3 separate regions of the Mus musculus genome follow, and regions 1 and 2 are each linked to region 3. The links are chromatin contacts, called in public promoter capture Hi-C maps. All regions are on one chromosome and are shown on one strand. The core of a region is the stretch at or near the end of the contact, and the rest is flanking DNA. Distances in the headings are between cores, read along the strand shown. Region 1 overlaps L3mbtl3 (L3MBTL3 histone methyl-lysine binding protein). Region 2 overlaps L3mbtl3 (L3MBTL3 histone methyl-lysine binding protein). Region 3 holds the start of Arhgap18 (Rho GTPase activating protein 18).

Region 1 (3,499 bases), core at 621-3,120, 420 kb after region 3:
ATTCACATTTGCTGTGCTAGTAGGTCAGACATGTAATTGGTAGGTTAATATAGATTAATACAATAGACTAATACAGAATAATAGATTCAAAAATGGTGTCTTTTAAATCCACATTTTATTTTGTAGTTCCTTTATCTCAGAAAATTCCATTTTCTGAGAGTATAGTTAGGACAGGACTCAGTTACTTGAGGTCAGCTGTTCAAAAATATTAAATGGAACTGTCCAGAAGCAAACAATCTGTGAGTTTTGACGTGGTCCCGAGTCGTGTGAAGTCACAGAGTGTTTCACTCAACTCTACTCAGGAGTGAGTCCACTTTGGATCTAGTGAGCCTGTAGTGTGTGCACAAGCCCCTCCCCGCCTGCTAGGTACTTGGTGACTGTCATCTCAGTTATCAGATTGACTGTCCAAGTTCACAATGCTTATTTTCAAGTAAACCTCGTTTACTTCACATTGGCCCAGCTGCAATAGCAATGCTGTTGGTGACTTGATTAATGCAAAACAGAATGTTAATTGTTTAAATGAAAAGGTGGAGATGCTCATGCTCTGGAAAAAAGTGGTATAGCTCTGGGGGTGGCGTGTAGAGTGAGTGCTTCTCTTAATGCTAGCTGCAGTTTCTAACACCACAAAGTAAAACAGAAATGTAATCTATAGAGGGTTTGGAGGGCCTGAAACCTGCTGGGCAAGTACTCTCCCAGGGTCTCTATCCTCAGCCCCATTCACGATGCTTTGGAGCGGTTGTTTTTAGATGGATGAATCAAGAAAGTGAAGAAAGTAAAGGAAGCAGACGTGATAATGATAACTAAATCAGTGTGCATGTGAAGTATTTATACTCTCTCTCCCTTCTTCCAGGTTACACAATAAATCATGACTGAATCTGCATCTAGCACAAGTGGTCAAGAGTTTGATGTGTTTAGTGTTATGGACTGGAAGGATGGCGTTGGTACCCTACCAGGGAGTGATTTAAAGGTAGGCTTTCTTTATCATACACAAGTGTGTGTGTGTGTATATATATAATAAAAGGTGTAAATAAGTACATTTATTTATTTATTTATTGTATCTGCAGTCAGCTTGTTTTACAACGAAATACATGAAACAATGTACTTCAACGTATATACATGAAACAAAAATTCAAAGCAGTAAATAGAGTGTTCTGGCTTCATACAGTATGTGGTATTCTGTAGTAAATTTGCAAGCTACCTTATAATACTGATGGATTGCCGGGTTTTACCCCTTGGGCTAGGGGTCTGAAGAATAGTTTCAGTATGCTCTTAATCTGAGGAAGCCATCAAGACCTTTGAGGAGGATCGTCTGGTTTTGTTCTATGATGATGATAGCCAATATATATGGCAGTGCCAGACCTAGAAAGTCTAGCTTTTTGTATATTTTAGTAATGGCTTTGGGGGACCACATTCCCTGGGTCCTAGTGTCCTTATATAGAAGCTGGATAAAAAAAAAATGAAAACTTTGAATCGATAGAACTATTTACTATGCTATAAATAAGAATTTTGTATAACCACTTGTTCACCAGCATACTCTTCATGGGGTCCAGTCTGCCCACTGTATGTCTCCACTCTTCATGGGTCAGTCTGCTCATTGTATATATACTAGCCTACAATGTGTCTCCAGCCTTTATGGCTCAGTGTACACACTGTCTATGTGCTAACCTACTGTGTGTCTCCACTCTTCACGGGTCAGTCTGCCAACTAGCCTGCTCACTGTATATGTGCTAGCCCCACTGTGAATCTCTACTTTTCATGGCGTTCAGTCTGCCCCGTTGTGTATGTGCTAGCCCACCGTGAGTCTCCTGCTCTACTGAGCCTGCGTTAGGGCCATCTCTGCTGCTCCATGGAACACAGTTGTGCAAGCTCCCATCGGCCCCTGCTTCTCATTTCTAGTGTGATTTTTGCTCTGATCCTGTCTTTGGGACCTTGAACCTGTCTGTGGCCTGTGGCCTTTTAAACTTTGTGTTTGTATGCAGTCTCTCAGGTGTTTGAACTTCCTGTATCTCTAACAGGCTGTCACTTGGCCTGTCTCTATAAGACTTGTTCTGTGCTGCCTCAAATCGAAAATTTTGCCCCTAACTTAGGCTTCTTGAAATCTAATCCTTTTGATGGCTGCCTGACAAATATCTTAGCCCAGTCCCTGCCCTCACTGATCCTCAAGGGTACAATTTAAACATCTGCCTGCCGTTGGAAAAATGTTTGAGATTTTGGTTGGCTTAGGCTTAATTGAGCCGAAGAGCCAGTGTATGCGATTAGGGAAACAAAACCATTCCAGTGAGGGTTAGGGAAATCTGGAGAAGCTATTTTTAAAAGAGTACCAACATATAGTTAGAACTATTAAATTCTGGCAGTCCTTTATACCATAGGGTAACAGGAGTCTAAAGTAATATATGATCTACTGTAAAATAACTAAGAAAGAAGATTTCAAAGGTTTTTATTATGTAGAAATAGAAATGTTTGAGGAGGTAGGAATGCTAATTCCCCCATCTGAACATTACATATTGTGTATGTATATGGGAATAGCATATGGCACTCATAAGTATGCACACACACTTTGTATCCACTCAAAATCATTAAAAAGAAGATGTTTCCAGTTTTGGTTTTGTGTGATGAGAAGTTATAGACTTAGTTAATTCTTCTGGGTCATGACAGCTCTGCAGTAAAGGAAGTAAATACAAGAACAAATGGGACTCAAGCTGTTCTGACATTCTGCAGGTGCCACCTGTGTGACTTGTGGTGGGCAAAGAAAGCTGATAGCATTTAAATAGAAAAAAAAAAAGCTATTTTTCAAGCTCCAATCATGTCAGCCATATGTTAGCATGTGACCTTTGTCCAGTTGCCTAACGTCAGGGACTGCAGAGGTAGCTCAGCAGTTAAGAGCATGTTCTGCTTTGGTAGGACCTGACTCTGGTTTGACTGGACAGCTCACATTTCCCTGTAAAGCCAGTGCCAGGGGATCTTTATGAACTCTAAGGGTAATTATACTCACAGCCCCTCCCTCCATCCTTGCCACATAGACACAATTAACAATAAAGTAAAACCTATGGAAGAGTCTCTAAAACCCTTACATGTTGTAAGCTTTATCTGAAAAAATGGGAGTCGACAGAATCCATAAACTCACAGGTGTGAGACAGCGGTGATGGTGAAAGACTGCAAACTGATACAAGTTGCGCATTCTCTGACTATATTATGAAAATTACTCTCCTGCATTTTCATACATGATATGTTTTATATGTCAGGTACACGATGAAATTTATAACTTTGTTTTAGTTAGCCTTTGGCAAAAGGGGAGTTCCCATCCCTAAGAAATCTGGATTGCTTTTTAAGTTTTCTAAGCAATGGATTTTAGAAATTAACCTATTATTTTTATTAAGATAATCAGGCAATTAAGTCATTTAGGGTTTTAGTATCAGGCTTGTTAGATATGACTTTTACACTCATGTAATTATAGGGTAATTACCATGTGTCCAATCTACCTATGGGCAGTAGACGGTTG
Region 2 (3,477 bases), core at 946-3,445, 450 kb after region 3:
TAGGGAAAAAAATCAGTACACAGTTCAAAATAAGGGACAATATGAAGTTCATAAGAAGCCCAAAAGTTCTAACTATGACTGACGTCAGCCTCGCTCTTAGGAGGTGGTGCAGGAGGATCGGGGCTCAAGGCCATCCTCTGCTACCTAGGGAATTGTGAGACTGTCTTGAAAAGAATAACAGTGCTCACATGGCAAGTCATGACTACCCTTAACTTTGTCTCTGGGGAGTCAAGTGCCCCCTTCTGTTGTCTGAGCACTGCACACACGGTACACAGAAATATAAGCAGGCAAATTACCCATACACAGAAAAATAAAATAAAATACTATAAGAGAAAAGAAAGAAAATAAAAAGCAAAAATTAAATCAAAATTCTGCTCCACTTTTTTGTATTACAGGTTTGTAAGCTTGTTCTACATTATATTTTTAAGCATGTCCCATGCCAGGAGTGGTGGCCCACACCTTTAATCCCAGCACTTGGGAGGCAGAGGCAGGCGGATTTCTGAGTTCGAGGCCAGCCTGGTCTACAGAGTGAGTTTCAGGACAGTCAGGGCTACACAGAGAAACCCTGTCTCGAAAAACCAAAAAAAAAAAAAAAAAAAAAAAAAAGAAGAAGAAGAAGAAGCATGCCCCATATTGTATCTCTAGTACAATATATTTCTAATGAAATCCTTTGAAATGACTCAGGATGTGTATTTGATTTAACAAACATAAAATTTGTATTCCTGAATTCCCAACACATGCCTCCATGTCTGAGCATGCACAGGCTCATTTTCTTCCTCATCTTGAGAGTCTTGTATAACTCTTTGAGAATTTTAACTATCTTTCCATATATTTATACTCAGCTAATTGAACCATTCAGATAGCTGAATACAAATGATATCATTTAAGGAATATTTTTTATTATTATATTATCTTACCATTTTCATAGTATGATGCTCTTAAAGTACAAAGTCTCTTTGTATTGCCCTAACTTTCCTGAAACTTGAGGTGCAGAACAGGGCTGGCCTTGAACTCACAGAGATCAACCTGCCTCTGTTGTCCAGGACATCACAGTGTTTTAAAGCCATAATTACTTCTTCAGTATGACATTGACTCTGCACATGGATTTCTGGAAGAAAGTAATGACCATGGGAAGCTTTTCACAAGTGCCCTGGTGAATAAACAGATAGAACCCTGCTTCCTTCTGATAAATGCAAAGGGAAATCTGCTCTCTTATAACTCATTCTGCATATTTAAAAGCATACACTAATGCCTTTATCTTCAGACTGGGATGTCTTTGAGGGCTACTTATGTTTCTATTGACATGAAATGATATTTTGTTAATTGTCAGCAAAAGAAAGTGTGTTCCCTTCCTTAGTGTGCAACTAAGGCACATTTAAAATTGCTTAATGCTGGACTGTCTCTATTTCTCTAGTCTTTTGAATTTGGGATTTTTTTCTTCCTGTATAAATTACTTTGGTGTGTAATTGAGGTTACATATTTCCTTTCCTTTTTTAGTTTAAAGTAGTTTTGAAATGAGAGCTCCCAGCCCCGTAGTATAGAGATGCTGTATTCCACTTTATACAGAAGAAATGAAAAGCATGTGTCTGTCTACATCAAGATAGTGTGTGTTTAGTTGTAATGAAGAATTTCTGCCTTCTAAAAAGGAACATGAGGAAATTGTGTGCAGGACTGAGGAAAGGAAAAGAGTGTATGCTAAAAATAAAATATACCTCTGGGTTTCCTGATAGTTGTTCGCCTCAAGGTCAGTCTTAATATTCACAGAATATTCAAACTAGACATTACTTTAAAGATGCAGGAAGGAAGCCGGGCAGTGGTGGCACATGCCTTTAATCCCAGCACTTGGGAGGCAGAGGCAGGCGGATTTCTGAGTTCAAGGCCAGCCTGGTCTACAGAGTGAGTTCTAGGACAACCAGGGCTATACAGAGAAACCCTGTCTAAAAAAACCAAAAAATAAAAAATAAAGATGCAGGAAGGAAAGTGAGGATTGTTACTAGGATCCTACCAGAGATGAGTCAACAAATTGAAAGTCTTCACTCCAGTAGCCTTGGACTGCACTCAGGTATTCAAGACCCAAAGATAGCACCAAGTATTTCGGGTAGGGGTTTTTAAAAGGTAGAAACCACATCCTGTATGTCTTGCTCTGCAGCTGCAGGGAGAGGTTTTGCGCAAGAAAATCTTTTAACAGATGCTAAGATAAGCAGTTAGATGGAGGAGGGGTTTTGTACAAACAGTCAGTTTAGCAGAAGCTAAGGTAAGGTAGCTGGAGTGTTGTGACCTTGGGCTCCTAGAATAGGGTTTGCTTGTTGTCTATGGGATTCTCTATCAAAGGGATCAAATTCTAGTTTAAACTTGAAATGGCCACAACAAGAGTACAAGATAGAGGAACCTCTGCATTGTCTTGCTCTGTTATAAGCACCTTAGGAATACTGTACCCTACCCCCTATTGCATACGCAGCCTCTTTCCCTCTTCCCTCCCTCTTGCCTGATATTGGGCTCCAGAGACAGAACATATGATGAGAATTGTCTCCTCTTCTTCCCCCCAGGCACTGGGAAATATTTTTCCTTGGAAAGAAATGCTATTTTAGTGTGATCGTGTCTTTGGGGATCCAGCTCCAGGACAGCATGACCATGGGACTTAATATGTTTAGCACAAAGTCCTGAGTGCGTGGATCTGCAGCCTCAGCCCCTTGGGTTTCAGTTTGTTGTGATGGATCTCTTGGTGAGTTAGGGCAAAAGTCAGCAAAGAGTAGATCTGTCGAAAGGGAAGCATCAAATTGGTGACGTGGAAGAAACCACCTTTCCCCAGCTGTTTCTGAGTAACTACAAACTGTGCCTCAAGGTCCAGCTCTTTAATATTTACAAGTTTACAATAATAATAACTTTAGTTTTCTCATAATATAATATTAACTGATTTGTAACATGGGTCTTAGAGTGCCATGAACTTTTATTACTAAGTTTAGTTGGAAGTACACTGAGTGGTGTTTTTGCAGAAGGGCATGCAGTGAATGGAACTTAAGTCTTGAACTTTGGCACTGGGGACCTGTGTTCTCAGGTAGGAGAGAAACGTGCCCTCAGTCATTGGTGCTTAGGGTTTAATTGTGTACCCACCTCCAACCCCACCCCACCCCACCCCCACCCCGTACCATCTGTTGCTGTCTTGTGTGGCATGTGGAATGAAGGATTGATTCAACCTCACTGGAGGGTTCATGAAGAAAGGCAGAAGACATGGGATTAGAGTTACACCTGAGGGGATGTTGAGTCACTGTCAGGCATGCTCTGTGGAAACTGGCACCTTGTAGCTTACTTAACTCTTGCGGCCTAGTTGCCCCTTCTGTAGGGGTCAGATAATACCTGCTTCATCGCATGCCACAGGATTCAAATAAAAGTTTCAGGGGGCAGAAATCAGTTCGCAAGTACTTGAAGCATGGAAGGGGCAAGTGCGGACATCATCTTCTAAGGTTGTATTCCTGCACT
Region 3 (3,472 bases), core at 802-3,301:
ACAAGGAACCTCCCAAAGTTACACTGTGCTAGCTGATATGTTACTAAGCTTCAGGGTAAAAATTAATGAAGACTGCTTCCCCCTCCCCTCCTGCCTCAAACCAGTCTTTGACCTTCTCCCCACACCCCAGCATCACTACCTATCCCTCATGAAAAGGCAGTCCCAGAAAATGGTTGGTGAGCATTTTGGCGGCTAGCTGAAAGGTCTTTTACAGCCCATCTAGAGATGTGTCCTGACACATATCCAAGGCCTACTGCTCACCCTGTTTTCTCTGCCCACCTTGGCTCTGCTTCTGCAATAGCTGGAAACAACACAATACACACATTTGTTCCACCTGCTCAAGTCTAAACCTCCCACAACAAACTACAAACTTGCAAAGATGGATGGGAAAGAATGGCTACAGTTTCATGCACAAGCTTCCCCTAAGAGACTTTGCTACACCTGAGCGGGATTTCTGGAGTTTGAGTCTGAACAGTGGGATGAAGGTTGGGACCCAAAGTCCCAGCGCTTTTAATTCACTCTCACAACGGAGACCCAAGACTCAGCTCAGTCCTCAAGCCCACCCAGCCTGAAGCCAGTGACAAATGAAGAACTTGGGAGCTCACAGTTTGGGCTATTTTAACTGTCAGAAGGAAGACAAGCTAGGGCTGCTTACTGTTGGTTTGCTGTTGCTGGCTGCTTGCTGCTAAAAGATGAATATTTTACTGTCCTGCAGAAGCATGCATGGAAACGCTTGATAAATCTCAAAGGAAACAAAATGGTTACATGTGTAGCCCCAAAGCAACCACTCCCTTTGAACTTTGGAAATGAGTTTATCCAATGGCCTCCATACAGAGGGCAACAAGTAAGAAGCAAAGTTCCCCAGGCAAGGTCTAACCTTTCCTTTGATTTTTCACACGCCCCACGCGGTTAAGGATTTGGGAAACCAATGAAAGAAGGCATTCTTTTCTTTGGAAGGCACAGGCGTGAAGTACCCAGGAACAATAAAGTGTTCATTATCACCTTTAATATCAAGATGGAATTGGACTTACTGATAACTTTTTTTTTTCAATCTTCCAGGCCAATGTTTGCAATTTCTATCTAAGACTGGAGATTACTGGTTTCAGCTAGGGAGAAGGTCATTAAGGCGAGAAAGGAAGAGGCAGGGGAAAAACCAACCTTGAAAAACAGAACAAAGTACACAGAGAGGCAGAGAGGACTCTGCGACTCAATGGTCTATAGAACGTTTGCCCTATCTGCCTATAAAGTGATTTTACATTAACCACGCTCCTTCTACCAACAGAGTACTTACTGCCTGCTGACAAAAACTCCCCTTTGAAATCCCAAGAGTGCAGGGAGGGGTGTGTTTGGCTGTGCGAGTAATCTACACACACTGAAGAATGCGAACAGCACAGCCACAGGCCACTGACTTGGGCATTTTGCCCAAGCGGTCTGCTTTCAGAGAGAGGAGGAGGGTGCCACTCTCAAAACAGCAAGAAGAGTGACCAGCCTCCCTGCTATTTGGCAGACTTTCCCAGCTAACAGTTCCAGCGGCGTTTTGAGCCCATTCAAGAATTCCATCTCCCAGAGAGTGTTTCCGATACAGTCATTTGATCAGTCAGTATTTGCACATGCACCTGCTAAGCAACTGGTCGGAGCGCCACAGAGTCACCTCCCACACACCCCCGCCCCCGACTCCCCCCATCCTCCACTGGTAACCAGAAGGGCTCTTGCACTCGAGTAAATGAGATGCAAAGAACTAGCCAACCGCCTATGTTGCAGCGTCAGGTCAGGCTTCAAGTACAGAGGTGATTCTCTCCGCTCTTGACAACTTCCCTGTCACTTTGTTCCTTGGGCAGGTAGAGGGTTTTTGTTTTTCCTCCTTACCTGGAGGTGGCTTCGTCGCCTCCCTTTACATGGCTGTCCCCAGCGACCTGGTCCTTGCCGCTGGGGTGGTAAGCAGTTAGCACAACTCCCGAGGAACTCGATAGCCAGTTCATGGTGAGAGAAGGGGCATAATTTCTGGGATTCTGACACAGAGGGGAATGAAGTTCCTGTCTCGCCTGACCAACTTGCTCATTAGCAAGGGCCAGCCCCTCCCCTGTCCGGGCCAGCGATTCACAGGGAGAGAGGCGTGGCCTCTCCCGCAGAGCTTCCTGGCCCTGCAGTTACAGGCTGTGTGTGACTCACAGCTTTGTTTAAACCCGGCAATCCCAGGCTGCAGCAGCCGCCGCTGCAGCAGCAGCAGTTGTTAAGGGGGCCTGAGGAAACCGTGGTTAGGACAGAGTCTTTTCCCTTCCCCATGTGTTACTACTACCTGATTATTTCTGCTGCTTCGCATCACTCAAGGAAGGCATTCCTTAACCCCTTCAGGCATTCGACATTCACCACAGCCAAACCAAGAAGCCCAATCAAAGGTCACAATGCCATCTGGCCCACCAGAAAGGCTTTGCTTTCCGCTACAAAATATACTGTGTTATTGTGTGCCCTGCAATATCAAGCACACCTTTTTTTTTTTTTTTTTTTTTTTTTTTTTTTTTTTTTTTTTTTAATCAAACACTATTTGGGAAAAATAAACTTTAAACTGTCTACCTAATGCCTGTTAAAAGTTAACAGTCAGCTGGGCTTGGTAGCGCAGGCCTTTAATCCCAGCAGAGGCAGGCAGATTTTTGAGTTCGAGGCCAGCCTGGTCTACAGAGTTTTAGGACAGCCAGGGCTATACAGAGAAACCCTGTCTCGAAAAACCAAAAAAAAAAAAAAAAAGTTAATAGTCAAAATAAGAAGTTCCAACATTTGCTGAGAACCTATTACTTTCCAGTGGTGGGGTTGGGGGTATGCCCAAGAATACTCCAGCTTGTGCCAGACACAGATACACACACACACACACACACACACACACACACACACACACACAGAGAGAGAGAGAGAGAGAGAGAGAGAGAGAGAGAGAGAGAGAGAATATTATTAGAAAGAGTATAGCCAGTGGACAGGTGAAATATCTTGACCAAAATAAGATAGTAAGTGCCAGGAGATGCCCACCTAGATACCGCCTTGTTTAGTCAACTGAAAAAAGCAAGTTCAAACATCAGTTTTAAAAAATCATTTTCTGGGTTTCCTAGTCCTAAAAATTAAAAACAAAAATTCTTGCTCTTTGATATATGTGACAATCTCAATTGAAACATTTTGCTTGATATATATTTTATTATTTTACACACACACACACACAGAGACACACACACAACACACATTTAGATGAAATAGCCCTGGCTGGCCTGGAACTTTCTGTGTAGACCAGGCTGGTCTCAAACCATAGATTTTCCTATTTCTGTCCCCAAGTGCTATTCTTAGAACCATACCTTGCTGCTGCTGCTGCTGCTGCTGCTGCTGCTGTTGTTGTTGGGCTGGTTACTGATTTGCATGTTTGTGTGTCCCTCCAAGTGTTTGCTACAAATGTTCTGGTGCCCCAGAGGCTAGGGGAGACTGTCTGATTCCT

Evidence for each region. Promoter capture Hi-C pulls out the DNA fragments that hold promoters and counts their contacts.
Region 1: a promoter capture Hi-C map of liver shows a contact between it and region 3. The contact joins the enhancer-like site here to the promoter of Arhgap18 in region 3. A contact is called at or near these places in 8 of 39 promoter capture datasets (the C10 cell line, cranial neural crest, embryonic stem cells and 4 more) and 1 of 484 Hi-C or Micro-C datasets (epidermal suprabasal cells).
Region 2: a contact with region 3 is called in a promoter capture Hi-C map of pre-B cells. The contact joins the enhancer-like site here to the promoter of Arhgap18 in region 3. A contact is called at or near these places in 3 of 39 promoter capture datasets (the C10 cell line, liver and pre-B cells), 1 of 115 datasets of contacts at active chromatin or transcription factors (memory CD8 T cells) and 1 of 9 other capture datasets (liver).

What each region holds. Positions count from the first base shown.
Region 1 is chr10:26,349,727-26,353,225 of GRCm38.p6, reverse strand. It overlaps L3mbtl3 (L3MBTL3 histone methyl-lysine binding protein), which reads left to right. Exons shown (of 22, transcript NM_001359254.1): 2 at 851-967. The coding sequence starts at 866. Among named protein-coding and RNA genes, the nearest start is that of L3mbtl3, 23 kb to the left of the region's middle. Within about 2 kb of position 1,870, at least 12 of the 459 cell types and tissues checked have an H3K27ac peak or open chromatin away from gene starts, as enhancers often do. A contact at or near this core is called in liver, where this site is marked.
Region 2 is chr10:26,324,164-26,327,640 of GRCm38.p6, reverse strand. All of the region lies in intron 12 of L3mbtl3 (L3MBTL3 histone methyl-lysine binding protein), which reads left to right. Among named protein-coding and RNA genes, the nearest start is that of L3mbtl3, 48 kb to the left of the region's middle. Within about 2 kb of position 2,195, at least 56 of the 459 cell types and tissues checked have an H3K27ac peak or open chromatin away from gene starts, as enhancers often do. A contact at or near this core is called in memory CD8 T cells and pre-B cells, where this site is marked.
Region 3 is chr10:26,771,091-26,774,562 of GRCm38.p6, reverse strand. It overlaps Arhgap18 (Rho GTPase activating protein 18), which reads right to left and starts at 2,051. Exons shown (of 15, transcript NM_176837.2): 1 at 1,867-2,051. The coding sequence starts at 1,979.